4 separate regions of the Mus musculus genome follow, and regions 1, 3 and 4 are each linked to region 2. A link is a contact called in public ChIA-PET and promoter capture Hi-C data. All regions are on one chromosome and are shown on one strand. Each heading gives the region's core, a stretch centred on a gene start, on an enhancer-like site or on the middle of the called end of the contact. The rest is flanking DNA. Distances are from core to core; before and after follow the strand shown.

What was found. ChIA-PET counts read pairs in DNA pulled down with a chosen protein or histone mark. Capture Hi-C pulls out chosen DNA fragments and counts their contacts.
Region 1: a promoter capture Hi-C map of liver shows a contact between it and region 2. The contact joins the promoter of Sugt1 here to the promoter of Rgcc in region 2. A contact is called at or near these places in 5 of 39 promoter capture datasets (the C10 cell line, fetal liver, hematopoietic stem and progenitor cells and 2 more), 5 of 484 Hi-C or Micro-C datasets (CD8 T cells, bone marrow, embryonic stem cells and 2 more), 1 of 115 datasets of contacts at active chromatin or transcription factors (effector CD8 T cells) and 2 of 9 other capture datasets (adipose tissue and liver).
Region 3: an RNA polymerase II ChIA-PET map of memory CD8 T cells shows a contact between it and region 2, with 24 read pairs. The contact joins the enhancer-like site here to the promoter of Rgcc in region 2. A contact is called at or near these places in 2 of 484 Hi-C or Micro-C datasets (pro-B cells and regulatory T cells) and 2 of 115 datasets of contacts at active chromatin or transcription factors (bone marrow-derived macrophages and memory CD8 T cells).
Region 4: a contact with region 2 is called in a promoter capture Hi-C map of adipose tissue. The contact joins the promoter of Vwa8 here to the promoter of Rgcc in region 2. A contact is called at or near these places in 9 of 39 promoter capture datasets (3T3-L1-derived adipocytes, the C10 cell line, the HPC-7 cell line and 5 more), 2 of 484 Hi-C or Micro-C datasets (B cells and the G1E-ER4 cell line), 3 of 115 datasets of contacts at active chromatin or transcription factors (embryonic stem cells, microglia and neural tube) and 2 of 9 other capture datasets (adipose tissue and liver).

What each region holds. Positions count from the first base shown.
Region 1 is chr14:79,585,966-79,589,354 of GRCm38.p6, reverse strand. Sugt1 (SGT1, suppressor of G2 allele of SKP1 (S. cerevisiae)) reads right to left here and starts at 1,695. Exons shown (of 13, transcript NM_026474.6): 1 at 1,489-1,695; 2 at 1,344-1,401. The coding sequence starts at 1,526.
Region 2 is chr14:79,299,723-79,303,090 of GRCm38.p6, reverse strand. Rgcc (regulator of cell cycle) reads left to right here and starts at 1,456. Exons shown (of 5, transcript NM_025427.2): 1 at 1,456-1,642; 2 at 2,191-2,376. The coding sequence starts at 1,594.
Region 3 is chr14:78,912,119-78,915,739 of GRCm38.p6, reverse strand. Vwa8 (von Willebrand factor A domain containing 8) reads right to left here. Exons shown (of 45, transcript NM_027906.1): 4 at 3,461-3,571. Among named protein-coding and RNA genes, the nearest start is that of Vwa8, 65 kb to the right of the region's middle. Within about 2 kb of position 1,414, at least 47 of the 459 cell types and tissues checked have an H3K27ac peak or open chromatin away from gene starts, as enhancers often do. A contact at or near this core is called in memory CD8 T cells, pro-B cells and regulatory T cells, where this site is marked.
Region 4 is chr14:78,847,790-78,851,083 of GRCm38.p6, reverse strand. Vwa8 (von Willebrand factor A domain containing 8) reads right to left here and starts at 1,906. Exons shown (of 45, transcript NM_027906.1): 1 at 1,641-1,906. The coding sequence starts at 1,800.

The DNA.
Region 1 (3,389 bases), core at 446-2,945, 290 kb before region 2:
TGTGAGGTAGCCAAGGGGCTGTAGAGAATTGCATGGAACACATTAGAAGGGGCAGCATCTGCCAATTATTAGGGCTTTGGGGGCAGCCTAGATCTGTAGCCAGCACTCAATAACCTTTTAATAATTATTCATTTCCTTCTCCTTTTTCAGTCCTTCCCCCTACTCTCAATTCGGGTTTTAATTTCCTTTGGCAGAAAATATAAAGATACTTGCGTCTGTAGCCCTAATCTCAAAGTCACTAATGCCTTGATTTTTGTTGTTTTGTTTCTTTTGAGACAGGGTTTCTCTGTGTAATTCTGGCCATACTGGAACTCTCATGGTAGACCAGGTGGGCCTCAAACTCAAGAGATCCACCTGCTTCTGCCGCCCAAGCACTGGGATTAAAGGTGTGCGCCAACACCAGCAGGCTCTCTAATACCGCGCTATCAAACCTCATGATCACTCTGTAGACCTAAGAATACAAAGCGGAGCTTGTAACATTAAAACAACAATGTAGCTATCCTAGTCTGCTAGTCTCTACAAAAGTGATTTCTCTAAGGCTCAAAACATAAAAATGTTTCCTTTTTTCCAGCGGGGGAGCTCTGAAGTGTCGGGAAGAATTTCACACATCCCAGGCTAGCCTCAACTCACAAAGTAGCTGAGGATGACCTTGAATTTCTGACCCTAGGGCATTCACCGCCTGAGTACCAGGATTACAGGCCTGTACCACCATACTTGACATGTGCCGATAACTCTCTGGAGTCCAGCCAGCGCTCCTAAGAAACATCCGTACAAAGCTAGTTTGTTCTAGACTTCACCTGAAATGGCCCAAAAGCAAATCATATAATACTAAAATGTAGGCAGGGTTTATTTACTGATACATCCCAAGAACTCGCAGGATCCAAAGTTTAAGGCCAGCCTAGATAAAAAGCGCGGTTTTATAAACAACTGTATAAAGAACAACCACAGTCATCTGTAAAGTGGAAGGCACAGAGGGAAAATGTTCTTTAGTAAATTTAATTAAGGACACTTAACAGTACCTGACATATAAGGGCAAACATAACTGTTAAAGTAAAAAATTGATACATCAAGCCCTATTTTCGCCTTTTCCTTGATCATAAATGCCATTATAAGTGCAACCACAGACAGTAACTATGTTTCCAAGAAATAAATGGGAGGGAGGTGCCCTCATCGGGAGCTTGTGGAGAGGAAGGGCAAGATCTATGGCAAAGGTATTAAGGAGACAAAGAGATTAAGTATCTTAATTTTGGGACTTAGATACATTGTAGCTTTGCTCCCACGAAGGTAATGCCGGGAAGAGGAGGGGTCTGTAGGGACCCAACAGTCCCAGTGAGCTCACTCACCTCTAATGCTGCCTGGGGATCCCCGTCGATCAGAGCATCTGAGAAGCTCTGGAAAAGCCTGCCAAGAAAACAACGACTTCAGCAGGTCTCTCTAATCAAGGAAAGAATAGAAAGACAAACAGCAAAGGTGAAGAAAATCACGCACCGCTGGGACGATGCAGGTCCTGCTGCAGCTGCCGCCATCCCTAGGAGTCAAGAAAGCTTCTGCCTGAGCGTTTCTACCTTGGTTACCAGCTCCGCCGCCGCCCAGGAAGGGAAAACTTCTAAAGAAACCCCAACTGAGCTTCCGTCCTCCGTAGCCAATCAGCGGTCGCGCAGCATGCAGCCGCGGAAAAGGAGGCGAAGGGTGGGCAGGTAGGCGCGGGGCCGGCTGGGAAAGAGGAGGAAACGCTCTCCGGCCCCGCCCCTACCCGTGACGCAGCCAAGCCCCCGCCCCGAGGGCGTGGCCGTGAGTCCCGCGCCCCGCCGTACGCCCGTGGGGGATCCGGCATGGCTTGTAAGCTTTGAAATATTGTCTCGGAGCCCACTGTAAGGTACTGGGGATCCGTCGGGAGGTAGTTCTGGCTTCGCTAAGGAGTGTCACGTTAAGCTCCGTTTACTCCGGTTTTCATCATGGCTACCGCCGGCGGCCAAGTTGTGCGTGACGTCACTCGTGGCAGCCAGGTCTTTTCCGGCAGCAGAGCCCGGGATGGCGCATCAGTTCGCATGACTCTCTCCGTGGAGAACCCGGACGGCCTGGCTCGCCGGAAGTCACGTTACCGGCATGGAGGACGGAGTTTTCCGGAGGGCCTGCCAGATGCCAGAGCTCCACACCCCAAGCTTCCTTCCTAAGTCGGCTTTCCAAACCAAGAAAAGCCTGTTTCACAAGCACCGCGTGGATGAAAGTGACCTATAGCTAATGGTCTTATTGCTGCTTTGTGTTCTAAGTAACCAGTAAGCCCCCCGTCCCCCGCCGTCCTTAGAGCCAAACATCACACTAGGAAGTTTCCTGCGAATTCTTTGAAACTGAGTGGTAAGGGGCAACAGGAGGGAGTGGCAGTTATAGGTTCACCAAACTTGATTTAAAAGCTCTTGATAACGCTCAGTAACTCGTTTTACCAAGTCTGTTTTAGTAGGTGAAATGATTGAAGTGGTCGTTGGCTTCCTCAAACAAGATATATATAAGACCTCAGTCTGGAAACATGACAGTCCACGAAGAAAAAGAAATTACAGTTCAGGCATTTGTGTACATATCCCCACTGTTAAACTCGCCCACTTTTCTGAGTTCTAACTTTAAAAGACCTAAGTTTTGTCTTCCCCACTTTTCTAGCACGTTTTCCATACTGGCCAAACGCCTAGTTGTGCTTGCTAGCTATCGTGGGTATTATAATTTTTTGTTACAACCTCAACCTACCAATCAATCACCCCTTGCAGATGCAAAAAATAACGGTGGGAGGACGTTTGAAAATACAGAGAAACTTGAGCCCATATTCAAGATGGAGAAACGGAGGTTACAAAGATTTAAGTATGTATGGGGTCATCAAGAGATGGAAGTGTGGAATACTACAAAGTTTAAAGTGTAACACATTTGCCACCTGTAGGTATATCCCATCTGTATTGTAAATGGGTTGTTTGAAGGGGGGGGGGGGTCGAGCCGGGGCGGGGAAGGGCTGATAGAAGATAACAGGTCCCAGAAAGGAATCTGAATCCACTTGTGGGAAAGGAGAAGTAGGTGGGAGAGACACTTGAGGCAGACCAGGGCCAGCTGGCCACTAAACTCAAAGAGGTGCAGGTTTCAGGTTTTAGTAAGTACTGAGAAGATCAAATTAGCTCAACTAAACTGAAGCTAAGCAGATCTGTAAGGGAAGGTAGAGAGCATCGTTTTGGATCTTTCCATTCAAGGTTGTTTTCCGTTTCTGTGAACCCTGCAGAAACTAGACTGTAAAAGAACAGATGCATAACGATGAGGAGTGTCTTCTGCATAATGTCTTTAAAGGAAATGTTAGTTTTGTTCCGTTTGCAGTTCTTTGCATGGCTGGGTGTGACTTCCTTCTTGGATGCATTTAT
Region 2 (3,368 bases), core at 207-2,706:
AGATGTCCTCACATAACACCATCCAAAGATTCTGTGATGATGGCCGTTGATCACTTGAAAGTGTCTAGTATAGCTAAGGAAGTGTCTGGTGTAGTTAAGAAAGTGTCTGGTGTCTGGACTGAAAACTTTCACTTTATTCAATTTTGATTGTTTTACATTTATTTATTTATTTTCTTTTGCAGGTCTGAGGATGAGCCTTCAGACTCAGGGCTCACCCATGCTAGGCAAGCACTTTATTGCTAAATCATATTCCCAGGCCCCAGCTAGCCCCTTACTTTACATTAATTTAGTGGTGTGTGTGTGTGTGTGTGTGTGTGTGTGTGTGTGTGTGTGTATGTGTGTGTGTGGTGTGTGTGTGGTATGTGTGTGTGTAGCATGTGCATATATGCACACAAGGCGTATGTTGTGCCGGACAAGATCAGAGGTCAACCGCAAATGTGATCGATTCCCTGGGCACTGCCCACCTCCATTTTTAAGATACAGCTTTTCATTGACTTGGAGTTCTCACTTTGGGATTGGCTGGGGAGTCCCAGGGATTTGCCAGCCTTTGCCTCTCAGGGCTGGGATTATAAGTGGTGTCCATCTAGTTTGGATTTTTTAATGTGGATTTTGGGGCTTGAACTTGGATCTTCATGCGTGCACAGTAAACTCTTTACAGACAGGATTGTACTATGTAGGGTTTTTTTTCTTTTCTTTTCATGCAGTAGTCCTCAAATCTCCACTCTCTTGCCTAGACCCCCTTCTACCATCCTCCTTAGGGCTGGGACTATAGGCGCAGGCCACCAGCAGGCCTCTTATTTTACGTTTAATAACTACCTGGGGCAAAGGGCTGTTGGTCACCTGAGGCAGGAATTCTACTGGGCTGTGCTAAGGATGGACGCTCAATCATACGGACCCTATACCAGAATGCATCTGTCCATGTGGTACTCTGCGCTCAAAGATCATCTCAATTGAAGACTGCATTCACCTCAACCCACTGCCCTCAGCTGTCCACTCTGTCCACGCACAACCTTATAAATTCCTTGAGAAAAGTCAGATGGAGGACTGGTTCTTTGCAGAGGCTACTGAGGCCCTTGGCTCCTTTATTTTTGCAGCAAACAAGGAGGCTTTCTGCATGTGCAGTTCCATTTCATAGATGAGGCTCAAGGAGGCTCAGCCAGAAGGCGGGAAACAGGGTAAACTCTTGGAGAACTCTGATGCCCGCAAAGACACTTCCTTGGGTCGGGTTGTCAGGGTGGTAGAGAAAGCGGCGGGTAAATATTTGGGGCGGTATCCTGGACTCCGGCGACACCCGTCACTGCGGTTCTTCAGAGGCCAGCGCGTGGCTAGGGCGGTGCCGGGAGTAGGGGGTGGAGGGACAGGGGCGTCCCCTAGGTCGTCTGGGACTTACTCAGCAGCCCCGCCCCGCCCCGCCCCTGCCGGTGGCTATAAGACGGAGTAGCCGGCGGGTGGCGCGGCTCAGGCGAGTAGCTAGCGCTCAGGCTCGGCAAGGAGCAAGGCAGAGGCACCGGAGCAGACTGCAGTGCAGGCGGCAGCCACCAGGGCCAACACCTCGCAGCATCTCTGCTACGCGTGTCACTGAGCAACTTCTCCATGAAGCCGCCCTCAGCGCAGAGCAGTCCCGCGGCGGTCGCGGCCGCAGGTGAGTGCCTATTTGGAGGTGTCTTCTCCACCTCTGCGCCCCGGGATCGAAGCCAGGGACTGCGTCCACGCTAAGCTACACTCTCAGCTCCGGGGCCCCTGAGAGCTGGAGCCTGCAAGTAGGGGCGAGAGAACAGAGGTCGCTAAGGTCTTCTTCCACTGCCCACCCTTCTGTCCTCCATCACCCTGGCATCCCGTCTCCGGATCGCTCGTCCGATGCAGGTTTAGTTTGGTTTTCCACGCGGGACAAGGAACCGGAGTCTGACACGTAACGGGTGCCTGCTGACTCAGACTTCCCGCCGCCACGCGCTCCAGGGAGCGAGCGTGGGCAACAGTAGGAAAGCGCGTGGGGTGGGCTAGGTGACTTCCAGACTTTCAGCTCAACCCACGGAGGCTTCTTCTCCTCCGTGTCTGGTGACAGGCGCTTTAGAGGGTGGTTGGGAGGTTACGGAGTAACTGACTGCGTGGCTGTCACTGGCAAAGGCAGAGTGGAGTTCTAGGGAACGCTGGCCGCCCCTCCAGATGCCCTCTGTGCCCTCCCTCCCCTAGCCCCGGCCATGGACTCCGCGGCCGCTGCAGACCTGACCGACGTGCTGTGCGAGTTCGACGCGGTGCTGGCCGACTTCGCGTCGCCCTTCCACGAGCGCCACTTCCACTATGAGGAGCACCTAGAGCGCATGAAGCGGCGCAGCAGCGCCAGCGTCAGCGACAGCAGCGGCTTCAGCGACTCGGAGAGTAAGTGAAGCCCTGTTGAAGTCAGTAATCCTCAGACTCAGGCTTCCTAAAGCTCTAGATTCACCTGGGTTATCTTTAAACTGAGGCACGACATCTGGGGAAAGTCAGACCCGGGGATCTGCACGGCTCTGAGATGCCTGAAGAGTTGACTTTCTGAGTCGTTAGCCCAGATGTGCGGGGGTCATTAAGGCGTTCTTGGGGAGAGAGGTACGAGGGTGGGTGGGTGGCTCTTAAAGAGCTGTGGGTCTACCTGTCACGGCAGGTGTGTACCATGAGGCCTGAGGGTTTGTGCAGTCAGCCAGAACTCCTGGGAGTCCAGCCAGGCCTTCCAACCTTTTCCCGCCTTTCTACCCACTCTTCGCTCTTCATTTTTTTTTTTTTATTTTATTTTATTTTGAGACTCTCCCAAGGTGATCTATGTAGCTGCGGGTGACCTCGAACCTCTCTGATCCTCTTTCCTCGGGCTTCAGGGTGCTGGGGTGACAGTGCAATGCCACCACATTTAGGCACATCAGTTTATAGGCAATGCTGGGGGTCAGACCTAGGGCTTCTTGCACGCTAGGCAAACACTAGACCAACAGCACCCTCCCTTTCCTTTTCCAGAATGGGTGTTGGGGAACATGAGGACACGAGTGAGCACAAGAATGAAACATTTGTGAAACCAAAATGGTTTCATAAGCTGCTGTTTTTGGAATGCTTGAAATAACTTCGTTCACTTTCTGCCTAGCTCCCAGGCTCTTTCGCCACTCCAGGCACTTTTGAAACAGTCTCCCGCTGGGCTGCTGAGTTCAAGTACAGGGTTTCAGGCACGCCCACCCTCCAGGTTACCCACAGAAGGTCATCCTAGTAACCTTTTCCACATTGCCTCTGGAGAGGGGAAGGGGGAGGGGAGGGGGAGGGGGAGGGGGAGGGGGAGAGAGAGAGTTAGTTTTCAGTAACTCAAGTGACCTGCAAGAACAGTGAATTTGGTGACCTTTTATTTATTATTATAT
Region 3 (3,621 bases), core at 165-2,664, 390 kb after region 2:
TCCTCCCCTCCTTTGCGGGCATCACTCACTCACACACAAAGAAAAAACAAGTTTTTTCTTAAGGACCAATCACTTATCCACAGAAAAGCCAAATGTTCTTAGTCATGCCGTTTTATTTTCAATTTACTTAAAATTTTACCAAAGATAATAATTTAAAGGCAAAATCTACCATCAAATGTAAGTGCTGTGAATGTTCCAGTTTTGAGTTCCATATATGAATAAGATAGATAAAGAAAAAAATAATAGATAATAGAAAAAAACAGAAAATAAATGTGGAAGCCATGGTAAGTTCGCATGCTGATGTCATGTTAGGCCGTGTTACAGGATTTGGGTTTTATTTATCATATTATGAAGTTATTTCATGCCTTTAATCAACAACCTGTTAAGTACCAAAAAATAAATTTAAAATTAGCTTAAACTTCAAAAGAGTCTGAGGCGACTGAGAGAGAAAAGACCATTATTGCCAACATTCAGTCACAGGCTTTGAAGGTGTAGATGTGCTACTGCATGCTAAGAACTGATGTGTATCATGAACAAGGTTCATCAAGAAATGGGGAGTATAAAATACACCAAATGTCTATACATCTATTCTTCAAACATTTTATACACTGCAGCAACTGTGAAATATGTCTGAAAACACATATCTTAGAATGGCAGAAAGTTTCATGAAAATGTTTACATTTATGAGAGATGGCTCAGTAGTTAAGAACAGAGGTTCCTCTTCCAGAGTACCAGTGTTTGATTCTGAGCACCCACATGGCAGCTCACAACTGTCTGAAACTCTACCCTCAGGAGATCTGATAACTTCTTTTGGCCTTTGTGGGCACTATATACATATGGTGCACAGGAATATACACAAACAGGACAAACACCCATGCACATACGATAAAATTAAATATAAAAAGAAATAATTAAGTCCTCCAATGGCTATGCAACAATAAAACAATTGTTTATTTTGCATTTTATCTTATGTGTAGGGGTATTTTATCTGCTAGAATGACTGTGGACTTTATGAATGCCTCAAGCCCTCAGAGGGCAGATGAGGGTGTCAGATCTCCTGGGGCAGGAGTTAAGAGACAGTTGTGAGCTGCTGTGTGGGGGCTCAGAATTGAACCTCTGGAGGAACAGCCAGTGTGCTTAACCTCTAAGCCATCCCTCTCCAGTCCCAAAACAATTTTTAAAAGATAATTAAAATTTACAAACAAAAAATCTTCAGCTCATCAGTAAACTTAGTTACCTAAATAATTCCATTTCTGAAGAGCCGACGTTTTGAGGCCCTTTAACATCACACTCGCACTGAAGCCTACTGTAAGACTGGAAAGTCAGGCAGGAAGCACAAACCACAGCCGTCACCCACTGGCTTTCATCCGTGACGTTCTCAGAAGAGGCCGCTTTAGAATACACTTGTGGGCATCATCCATGAAGAGAAAGGAGTGGGGCCTGGCCCGTGGAACTGAGCCACTCCAGTGGGCCTTTGAGGGCTCTGTTACAGCCCTCTCTCTCTCTGCCTCCTGGTCTCTCTTCACATGAACAGCCTCTGGCAGCTACTCCCACCACAAGGACAGCGTCTCCGCTATGATTTCCCTGCCAGACTGGCTGAAAACCTTCAGAAACCATGAAGCAAAATAAGCCTGCCCTCCCTTAAGCTATGGCTGCTGGGTATTTTGGTCTTGAGACACAAAAGAAACAAACCTTTATCTCACTCCAGATTTCTAATCTTACATCCATAACTGATTCTTGTGCAGCCTTCTGGAAGACTTCAATGTGCACAAAAGCACAGATACATTTCTTCTATCACAAATGAGATCACATACTGTCTGACCACTTCTTTCCACCCATGCTCTGGACTTCTTCTTAGTATAGAATAATGCCCCACTCTGTGAGATATATGCACGAGTGTGCACTAGGGACTTGAACCCAAACCTTCAAACCTTCTAGGCAACAACTCATTCATGAAGCAAATGCTAGCATTATTTCATTCATTTTAATGGCTCTGGAGTATTATATTAACAATGGTTTCATCAGCCTCTTCAATATGTATCATTACTTTTTTCAGTTAGTTTTCTGATTTTGAAAGTACTGCAACTAGTATCATTGAAGGCAGTTCTTTATGAATACATTTGTGTAGGGGGCACGAAGGGCTTCATGCTCACAGACAGCCTAATTTTAAGCACATAAAATTGTTCCTTCAAGAGAAGGAATACAAAATCTGCTGTCTGCCCAGAAGGCTGGAGCAGATGTGCATTCTATCCAGCTGACTTTGGCACAATCTGTGTGGCTGGAGAAATTCAAGAGCCTGACTCCGCTTCCAGACCCTTCTTGTAAACTTGTTTTTCTTGGTCAATCTATAGAGTCTATCTGTATGGAAGGTGTCACATGTACTTTACAAAGAGTTTCGTTGTACTCATGTTTGAAATGTATTTAGCTTAATTTGTTCGTTCCTCAGAGATTTAGGTACACTTTGTTGTGCATGCAGGATTGAGTTAGTTAATACAGGAATAGTTTTCACCATATTGTGCTGTGTTTAAATACAGCATAAGAAACACTCACAGCCAGACTTCCCAAGTTTGAATGAACGCTGGCTACTGCCCCGCCCCCAGCTTGTCTCTCTGCTTCCCCTGAAGGCTGCAGAGACCCCTCACACATTTGGAAGAAAAGGATGCTGGAAAGGTAACCGCTGAATGCAAATATCTGCCCACTGTTTTGTCTGTTGTTATTGTCTGTGAGAGACAGTGCTAATTATCTAGACCTGCATCAGCATCAGCTCTTTACTGGTTCTCCTCCTTCACTAACTATGGAGACCAGTGAATCTGTAGAGTTGAATAGTTTATGTCTTAACTTGTAGTATTTATTAAAGAGTCAAAGACAGCCCCATGAACTCAATGGTTACAACAAATATTTTCTGTATAACTTGGTTATTTTAGTCTGCATCCCATATACTATGAGGCATTTGAAAGAACATTTAATAGTTTATATAATATGTTTTAAGACAGAAATAATACAGTCTCTCATAATATCATAAAACAATATTTTAGCTGATATCAGCATCTAAGCCATTCCCCTACGCCCCTTCAAAAGCTATAATACCTGAAAGTATTTCACTTCATGTGTTTTAATCCAGTTTCCTAATTCACCTTTAGACTGAAAATACTCATGTCAACATGCTAGAGAAGCTCCTGTATTAAAAACAGCTGTGTTACTTTTTCTTTAGAAAATGAGATTTCTATAAGCAAGCTGTAAGCAGCACTGGAAGGTACAGAACCCTGTCCGTCAGCTGCCGCGTGAGCATCAGTCACTTCATCCGAGCCTCCTCCTCCAGAGCGAGATCAAGACACTTCCAAGAACAAGGCCCTAAAGTAAATCTGTCTGTCAGTGACACATGACCACTCTCTTCCCATTTTAAAAGTCAGTTTCACATAGCCCTGGAGGAGTCAGCCATGGGCTGGAGGGGAAAGCTTGCCTGGTCAATGTAAAAGGCTGTGCCAGCTCGGATCTCCCGGCGCTGTTTGAGGTCAGTTTCAGTGGTGTCCCTTGACAGGGCGATGTATTCCACCTCTCGTTTGGTCAGCTCCTGTAGAACACAGAGCTAAGTTATTCCAGAGCTAAAAGCAAACCACCAGC
Region 4 (3,294 bases), core at 657-3,156, 450 kb after region 2:
ACAAAAACAGTCTCCATGAACTTTGACCCAGTAAGCCACCGAACGCTTGTTAGGTACCCAGTGATGACAGGCACCAAAGGACCGTGCAGACAAGACAAACAGGCATACAGTTCGGGAGAAGCAAAGTCTACAACTTGAGTTTGTTTTTCATGTACTTTGTTCTCCCGTCACACTGCTAGGAAGCAGTGACAACAGAGGACAAAGGGAGTCTGGTCACGTGCTGGAGTACAACTGAGAGTCTTCCCAGCATCCACACTCATCCATCACAGCCTGCTGCTTTCTGTGCTACGGCTGTGGCCTGTGTATGACCTCTGGTTCCAACTGTGCCGCTCTCACCTTGAAAGCCCTAACCTTAGGAGTCTGGATAGCCAAGAGTTAATCTTTCACTCTGTCATGAGGGCTCTTACATGTGCCCAGGTCTCTGGTGAATACACAAGTTCTCAGTTTCAGTGCCCCTTGTTGTAGTGAGGCATATCAGTACAAAACAAATTTTTTTTCATTTTTTTAAAAACCTCTTTTCAATTAAATGTTCTATCTGCTGACTCATGGCTCTTATAGTTAGCTAGAGAGTATAAATAAATAAATAAATAAACAAACAAACAAACAAACAAACAAACGGAGTCTACCCAAAACTGCTCAACCTCAAAGCCTGTCAGATTGTACCACATTCTACCCTTGACATCTGCCTTCTCTGATAAGAGTGTATTATCATCTGGACTGGTGAAATGATGGATTTATTAGATGAGATGATACTATCTGGAGATGACACACACAAGGAGGTGAACCTAGTGAGACAAAGTAGATTCTTTGAAAAGTAGGTCTTATCCCCGATTCCTCTCTCTCTGCCTCCCTGAGAGAGCAGCTTCCCTCTGCTAAGTCCTCTTGTCATCACGAATTTCTGCCTCACCACAGGCCACAGTGATTAAAGTATTAAGCATACACTGAAACATCTGTAACTTCCAGCCAAGAAATCTTCCCTTGTTTTAGGCTGCTCTGTGTGTGTGTGTGTGTGTGTGTGTGTGTGTGTGTGTGTGTGTGTGTGTGTTTTAATGTTGTCACGCAGATGAAAACTGAGTAACAGAGTGGAAAGCAAGTACATGCTCTAGAAGCTATAATCGAGGACAGGCAAGTTTTGAATCGCAATTTCACCTTGTGATCCTCAGCGAGGCACTTTTTTTTTTTGTTTCCCTCTTTTTTGGGACTCATTCATTCCGACTATAGTATAGGGTTTTAACTAAAGCGATGACTTTCAGTTCTAAGAGTGCTTGAAACCGAGTCTTCTGTTAAAATTGGGAAGGAACATGGGCACAGGTTCTCCAGCAAGATTGTACACGTGTCTATGCCATCACGAGCCCTACTTGGCTCATGACACAAAACCAAGCCCTCGGGAGTCAAAGGTCAAGGTCAAGCACGAGTCTTAACAGCCCCCAAAGGCTGCAGCATAAACCTCTCAGTGTCCTAGAGTCTACGTGAGGATTCTTGTACAAAAATCTCCAGTGGGAGAAAACTGTGTTCCTAGGCATCAGAGACCTTAGTCCGGACCCCTAAGGTTTCAGAGTGGAGCCCAGGGGGCGCCAGCGCCTTGCCCCACATCACAAAGCAGCGAGGGCAGCGGCAGCGAAGGCGGAGGGCCCAGTTACCTGAGTCGGTCGCCCCAGAGTGCAGCAGCCTGACCTCCAGCCGCTGCTGGTCCCCGCCCGGCCTGCCCCGCAACACCTGCCGCAAGAGCAGCCGCACTCGCCGGGAGGCCACGTCCCCAAGGCCGCCCGGGGCTCCTAGGAGGAGGAGGCGTGACTGCATGGTGCAGGAGGCATGCGTGGGACCTCCAGGGGCTTCGGACAAGCACAGTCCCTGGACCGGGCAGGAGGCGATCGGCGAGCGGGACAGGAAGCGGCAGGGAGGCGGGTCCGCCGGAAACTCCTTCCCCCGGCTCGCCGGGCTCTGCGGGATGGGCCCGGCCCGGGGCGGAGGGCAGGCCGAGCGCCAGCCGGTAGGATCGGCTACCGGAGCCCGGCGCGCCGCCCCAGGCGTGGTCGCCCCAGGGACGCCCGGAGCTGGGGAGATGCCAAAGACCTTTAGCACAGTTGAGCGTATGCCCTGTTTCTTTCTTGGCTGCTAGCCTACTGTGTTATGATGCACTGTGGGCTTTCCCCTCGATACTGCTTCGGATCTTTTTTCAGAATGGAGAAAATATTCAAGAGATTCTGGAACTTCACCTATTTTAATTCGTTGTCATCTTCCCAGGGTTTCCACACCACAGGCATTGAAAGCTTCAGTTTAGCCTTCCTTTGCCGCTCCTGTTTTATCATCTTCTAAACTGCAAGAGGAAATGTTACACTATAATGGTGAATGAAAAAACGTTCAACTACCAGAAGGATCCAGTCAGGCTACAAGGCAAGGGTTATATAAACATAATTTATGTCTTTAGTGAGGAAAAAGTAGGACACTTGACTAAGGCTCCCTCCCTACCATGCATTCCAAAAGCAGCAGCAGTCTTCCATAAAGCAAACAAAGTCTAATGTAATTAGGCTGCCTCCCCAAAATGTCAAGAGTGAATTAACCAAAGCAAAAAGTTTTAATGAAGTTCTGCACAATGAAATCAAACAAACAAGATGCAGGCCTGGCTCTCAGAGAATGGCCTTGCCAATTCTAGACCTACCTGTATCTTACATCCATATTAAGCACCCACCTCCCAGGCACTTAAACTTCCCGAGGAACTAAACTTAGAAGTAAATGGAGGTGGCAGAGAAATAATTTAAACTAGTTTGGAGAAATCGAAAATAAAGGAGTGAACATTAAAGATGTCAAAACAGCATAATTATTACATGGATAGATTCTCACTATTTCACAACCACACCTGTTAGGCCTCAAATCTGAGACAACCAGCTATAGGAGGTGCCAGTTAACAGATAAAAGCTAACAGAGGTCCCTGTTAACACATCAAAGCTGGTACTAGCCACTAGATCCTCCTCCTATCTCTCCATTCCCACCTGTTACAGGATCCTCCTGGTAGAGGCACTCAGTCCCCTACTCTGAACTCTCCAACCCAGAGGCAGTACTATCTTTCCCCCAAGCTGCTCTTCCATCTACAATCCAGCCTCTTTGACTACTCTGGTCCTCTTTTGGTCTCCTGGTCTGGCTTCCTGGATCCTGGCTCTCTCCTCTCCCAGCTTCCCCTCTACACACACACACACACACACACACACACACCACCCTCACTCAGGTGTTCATTTTCACTCTGAACCCTGCCAGATAGATGCCTCTGCCTCTGTGTTTTCTCCCTCACATCTATAA